2 separate regions of the Gossypium hirsutum genome follow, and region 1 is linked to region 2. The links are chromatin contacts, called in public Hi-C maps. All regions are on one chromosome and are shown on one strand. Each heading gives the region's core, a stretch centred on a gene start, on an enhancer-like site or on the middle of the called end of the contact. The rest is flanking DNA. Distances are from core to core; before and after follow the strand shown. Region 1 has its middle 58 kb from the start of LOC107957503. Region 2 holds the start of LOC107957509.

The links. A called contact is a pair of places that touch in the nucleus more often than the background predicts.
Region 1: a Hi-C map of leaf shows a contact between it and region 2, with 2.9 times the contacts expected there. The contact joins the enhancer-like site here to the promoter of LOC107957509 in region 2. A contact is called at or near these places in 2 of 34 Hi-C or Micro-C datasets (both in leaf).

The regions. Positions count from the first base shown.
Region 1 is chrA05:31,545,115-31,548,238 of Gossypium_hirsutum_v2.1, forward strand. No RefSeq gene overlaps it. Among protein-coding and RNA genes, the nearest start is that of LOC107957503, 58 kb to the right of the region's middle. Within about 2 kb of position 1,302, at least 6 of the 9 cell types and tissues checked have an H3K27ac peak or open chromatin away from gene starts, as enhancers often do. A contact at or near this core is called in leaf, where this site is marked.
Region 2 is chrA05:31,301,410-31,305,054 of Gossypium_hirsutum_v2.1, forward strand. LOC107957509 reads left to right here and starts at 2,306. Exons shown (of 2, transcript XM_016893030.2): 1 at 2,306-2,899. The coding sequence starts at 2,438. It overlaps LOC107957510 (ras-related protein Rab7), which reads right to left and starts at 218. Exons shown (of 8, transcript XR_001700475.2): 1 at 1-218.

The sequences.
Region 1 (3,124 bases), core at 52-2,551, 240 kb after region 2:
TTTTATAAAATTTATAACATATAACCTTTATAAAAAAAAGTTTATAAAATGTTCAATAACTTTTCCAACATTTATTATAAATATGTATATTATAACACTTTTAGTCTTTTATAACACATAACTTATTTTTTATAATATGTTTTTCAGCCATAATTTTAAATTTTTTAGAATTTAAATAATATAATTTTTTTTAGTTTTACAAAATACAAATAAATTAATTTTTATAATATAAATTTTAAGATTTATAATGTAACCTTAGAATTTTTTGTCATAATTATCTCACATACTCATTCGTGTTCATGCTTATAATATAAAATTTATAACTTAAACTTGTAAAAAAAATATTTCTTAAAATTAAATCATGTATGACAATCAATGTTGTTGGAACTAGACTAGACCGACCGGACAGACTGATTGGATTGGGAATCGATTGGTGTATCAGTCCAAAGAGTGACTTTGAACTGGTTAGATCAAGAATTGGTACGAATCGGTTGAACCAACCAAAAAATTGGTTGAACCAAGATTTTTATAAATTTTATAATGTTTTAATCAAACTGATTGGATCAGGGAATTGGTAATCTAATTGATTTAGCCACTGATCTAAATTAAAAAAAAACATCGATGATAGTATGAGTGTTTGGAAAGTAATAAAATAATTGAATTTGAGGGTTTGCCAATGTAATTACTCGAATTTTCTCCCTCCCTCTTAATAATTGAAAAGTATAATTTTTTTTTGTTCTTTTTTTTTGGGGATAAATCTCAAAATTACACATGAAATTTGATTCAATGTGTAATTTGACACGTGAACTTTAATTTAGTTCAATTATAAACATGAAACTTTGATCGTGGTTCAGATGTATACATAAAACCTTAATTTTGATTCAATCATACACATTTGAAGAAATAAATACATCAATTTATTTTTATATTGGATAAATATAAGTATTTCTATATGCAATATATAAACATAAAATGATGATATTTCAATAATTGTGTTAATAATTTTTTAGAATCAAATCAACTCAAAATTTCATGTATAAAAATGTACAAAATCAAAGTTCATGTGTAAAATTGTGTAAAATTACACATTAGACTGAATTTCATGCATACTTTTGAGATCTATCCCTTTTTGAAGGATAATATCATTGATTGTAACATCAGTACAAAGAAAGGGATATGATTCATCCGAGACACATTGGAAGCTTAAAAGATATTACAACCAAAGGTACAGTATGCACGTTTAACATAAAGTCAAGCCATACCAAACAAAGCAAACTATGTGTAACAGGCCTCCACCACGTGAGAGTGAGCAAAGCAGGATTCAAGCCACTCTTTGAAGGAATCTAACACACTTAGATAAAAGGCTACTAGTAAATAAAGTGAACACGTCACTTTGAACCATTGAGCCCCTTTCCATAACCTTGCTCCAATGGCAATGGACACAATATAACGAACCTAAGAATAACATATGTGCAGTTGCTAGAAAATAAAAACAGTCAAAACGAGCCATGAAGGAGTCGAGAAATCGGAACACATAAGATCTTAGAAATACGAGCCTTTAGGGCACGAGAAAACCTCCACGAAGGAAGACCAAATGAACCTTTATTATGTCAAGAAAAGGGAAAGCTGACCTTCACAACTAGTAAAGGAGGAGTCAACAACGGAGAGAAACAAAAAGAGGGAAAAAAGAAAAAGAAATAAAACGGTGGGGAAGGACGGAAGAAACGGAAGGAGGTGGAGAAGAGAAAGGTGGGTGTCAATACTCGAAAGGCCAATGAGGAAGGGGGATCCTACCAATGCATGACCCACCAATAAGGGGAGGTAGAGAAACAATGGGGAAAGAAACAAAATGGAAAAAAAAAAGAGATAACAAAAGGAATGATAGAAGGGAGGAGGAAAGAAGACAGAAAAAGAAGGGAAGGAGGGAGGAAGAAAGGAAAGGGACCGACAACCAACCAAAAGGCTACCTCCGGCAATAGTAACCGAAAAAAAACACTTACCTCGAACTTACAAAATGAGCGAGAAAAGCAAAAGGACTTCTAGAGAGTTATTTTGGTTTCTATGAAAATATCTTAAGTCAATTAGAAAGTGTAATTGGGGTGACTTAAAAAGTGTAATTAGGGTGCTCCAATTACACTTAATTTAGTGGAACTTACTTATTATAATGGATACTCAAACATGCCACACCTATATAATTACAAACAATTACACCCAAATTCAGTTACTAAGTGGCTTTTCAAACACTACCTTAAAGATTATAATTTCAAGTTCAGAGTAGATATTTTTTGAATTTATAATTAAGTTGAGGATTTATAGTTTTGGATTAAAATGTTTACAACATGTTACATTATTTGACAAAAAAGATAAAAGAGAAATGGCATAATTAATTGGGTGCCTAAATGAACATTTTAGATACTCTCTTTGTAAGTTAAGATCTTAAACAATTTCAATTTCTATATACAAATCTTAAACAATTCATCACTTACTCAAAATTCGAAACATTTTATTGGACATTTGTATATTTATTTACTATATCATCAAAGCATAAAAAATCATATTATGTTAAATTCATTATCTCTAAAAATGTCTTTTGCGAGAAAAAATATCTAACCCAAATTTATGGGATAAAATGTTTTTTTATTTTTTTTATTTTATACATATATAATACTTAAAACTATTCATATTTTCTCCTTACTTTTTAAATAAAAGAATAAACATGTTTCAATACATTTGAACTTACATTCTCTTTTACTTGCAACAATGTTAAGGCCAACCAAATTAAAACTTAATCGGCCACAATAAAAAATTAAAAATATGAAAAGTATATTAGAAAAATTAAAGCCCCTAACCAGTGAGGATTAATTGTGTTTATACTAAAAACAATCAATAGTACTCAATTACATCTATTCATTAGTCGGATTATTTGTCTAAGTCTGAAGGTCAGTTTAAAATTTTAAAGGGCTTGAGTGAAAATATTAAGTCCAAAAAATGAGTTTGGGCAAAAAAAATTAGATCTGACTTGAACATTCAAGGCTCGAGCTTGAACCGACCAATTTTTTAAGTTTGTAATATATTATGTTATATTATATTTATATATTATGTAATGTATAACATATAAAACTTA
Region 2 (3,645 bases), core at 1,056-3,555:
GATTTACCTTTTTTTTATAAAAAAAAAAACTTAATTATCACGCCTTTGAATTCTTTTGGGATGCTTTAAATTTATTGGTACAGCTCTATGGATTTACCTAATATATTTGTAAAAGCTATTGAAAAGAAATTTCCTTTTTTTTTCCTTCTTTACTTTGCTCCCTTTTCTGCACTAGAAATTTTTTTTTCCTTTTGGCTGAAAAGAAGCGCCAAATTTCCATTTCTTTTTCCATATTACTAGGTGAAATTATGTTTTTTTTTTCTGCATATTGTATTTAATTTAGTTTTTATATTTAATTTAAAATAATTTATTCTTTTATGAAATTAAAAAAAATGTTTATTTTTTAATATTTAAGGAATATTCTTTTGAACATATTTTTGTTTGTTTATATTTTTATACTAAGTTTAAAAAATTTATAATGATTTATTTGACTCAAAATGCTAAAAAAATCCTTAAGCATTCTTTTATTCAATTTTATGAAAAAAATTATTTTAATCATTTATTTAATTTTTTTAGCTATTAAACTTGTATTGTTTATCAAATTATCTAAAATAGATAATAAAAAAAATCTAATATTTGTTGATTTTACTGATGTAGCATTCATGTGGCAATCTACTTGTATGCTATGTTAGTAATTAATTAATGTTTTAAAATTAAAAATATCAAAAATGTATTTTTTTATATATTTTTTTAAATATTTAAAATTAATTAATTTTAAAAAATTAATTAATTATTGATTTGACATTTACTTGACAATCCATGTATAAAATTAACAAATGTGAATATTTTTTTATTTATTTTTAAAGAATTTGACAAACAGTATAAGTTTGAACACTAAAACAGATACAAAATTAAATTGAAAACTAATTTTTTTTAAAAAGTTGGAAACACCAAATAAGTAATTATATCTTTAAAAAATACATGCACAAAATAAAAATAAAGCCTAAAACATCATTATATTCATTATCTCAAATTTACCATTTTAATTAAAATTTTTCAAATTTTTTATAAGTTTATTATATCATTTTTTTCACCCATGTAATATAATCTAATTATTTATAGAAAATTTTGATTTAAATCACTGAAATTATTAAAAAAGTTTTGTTAATCGGCGACTGTGGAATTCCTTTTATAATCTTTAAAATAATTTAATAATTTCAATTTTCAAAACACATAATAACTATTATAATTGTACTTCTTGTAATATATGTTTGTAAACTTTAAATAGAATTATGCCACTAGAGCCTTAATATGGTTCGGGTAAGCTCATGAGAAAATTAGTGATTTTGTATGGTTTAATTTAATAAATTATTGAAGATTATAAAAATAAAAGATGTTTAAAAATTTAATTTAATTAATTTAATATCAATTTTTGAATTAATACCTTACAATTTTTTAATTTTTTAATCTGATCGATTGATCTAATCTAATTTAAACAATCATATGTCTAGAGACGAATTTTAGGATGGGGAGACAAAGATTTTGGCCTCTCAAAAAATAAAATAAAAATCAATTTAGTCTTATTATAAATAGAAAATTTATAAATTAATTTTAGTGAAATTATATTTTGGTCTTCTTAAATTGAAAATTTTTCAATTCAATCTTCTTATAAATAGAAAAATTATAAATTAATATATAATAAAATTACATTTTAACCCTCCTAAAAATAAAAAAATTTCTATTTAATACCTTAAAAGATGATGAATACATGATAAATTTATAATTTTTTAATGAAAAATTATAATTAAAATCTTGTCACTCCTTGAAGAAATTCTAAATTCAGCCGGGAGCATGCAGCTCAAACAAATCATACCGCCTTGCAGATGCTGTATCTCCAGCCTAATAAAACAAATTTGTGATCAGTGGGATTGGATAGACAATGAACCTGTTCTGTACAAATTCTTAATCACCCATACATAATGCTTCCATGGCATCATATGCACTGCCCTTAAAACAATCACATTATAAACAATCTACCCTCCAATCAAAACATACCACCAACTAGTTGCTTATTAAGCTTGGTTAAACAAGGAAAAATAATATTTCAGAAGAAAAAAAAAGCATTTGAGGGTTCGGCTCATGGAAATATATCTTTCATAAATTAAAAATAATAAAAAGAATTATTATATTTTTTATTTCACAAATAATTTTAAAAAAAATTTATTTTTTTATATTTTATTATACAACCAAATAATTTTCTATAAATGGGAAATAAAAAAATACACCTAGTATCAAAGACTAATATCTATTTATATTACTCTAATTTAATTTTATATTTTCCTTTTTAAAAGATAATTTACAACATTCTAGTATTTAAATATCACTATTTATTGGCGAAAAAACTCGAATACGAAGTCGGATAACAATATCGGTGTTGCGGTACACTGACTACAAATAGTATCCTTCTGATCATCTCTCTCTTCCTGATAGCCAAACGATGGCTGGTATTCCGATCAGATTCGGAATCATTGGGTGTGCCGAGATAGCCCGCAAAGTTTCTCGAGCTATCCAGCTTGCTCCTAACGCCACTGTCTCCGCCGTTGCCAGCCGCTCCTTCGACAAAGCCGCCAATTTCGCCAAGGCTAATGGCTTCCCACCTGACACCAAGATCTACGGCTCCTACGAGTCCCTTCTTGACGACCCCGACATCGACGCCGTTTATTTGCCTTTACCCACTAGCCTCCACCTCAAATGGGCTGTTTTGACGGCTCAGAAAAAGAAGCATCTGCTCACGGAGAAGCCCGTCGCCTTGAGCGTGGCCGAGTTTGATCAGATTCTAAAGGCTTGTGAAGAAAACGGGGTTCAGATTATGGACGGTACCATGTGGGTGCATAATCCCAGAACCCATAAAATGAAGCAGTTTTTAAACGACAAGGAGCAGTTTGGTCAGCTTAGAACGGTAAATACATTACTGGGTTCTGCTCATTTTAAGGTTTTTTCTTTTGTTTATGTAGTTCACCACTTTCCTGCTAGGCCATAGGAGATAGTTTAAAGCTCAATTTAAGGTGTCATATGCCTTATCATTTTAATATGTTAGGCAATGGAATGGCGTCATCTTCTTAATATCTATGAATATCCAATTCTGTAGGTGTATCTTGCCTTTCTAAATATTAGCAGCTTGTTTTACTTTAGAAATTGTATGTCTTTGTTTGGATGATCCTGTTAGATATTGTTTTTTTTTACTCAATTTAAAATGGGTTCTGTAGAGATGTGAAGAAGAGTTTGGTAAGATATGGGGTTAATGAGACAAAGGAAGCATAGAAATTGGGTTTTGTTTTAGGGCTCGGGTTTAATATTTGTCTATCGGTGCTTTGTGCTATTTGTCATCTTTATGATTATAGTATATGTTTCTCTGTCATCCATGTATGTAGGCAATTAATTAAGCCCATTAAATATAGCCTCTTGTGTGAATGAGTTGATGTCATAGATCCTATATTATTGTTCGTCCAGAACCTAGTGCTTTTCTTGAACTCCTCTTCAACTGAGCTTGTTATTGTTAAAACATGAAACACTTGTACTCAATGAATCAGAGCCTAGTTCCTTGTTGGACTGTGATTCGTTTATTTCTGTTGCGGGTTGTTTGGATTGTTTCGGGATGGAAAATCTAAAAACTTGTTGGTTTTAGATGGAGAAGAAAAACAAAAC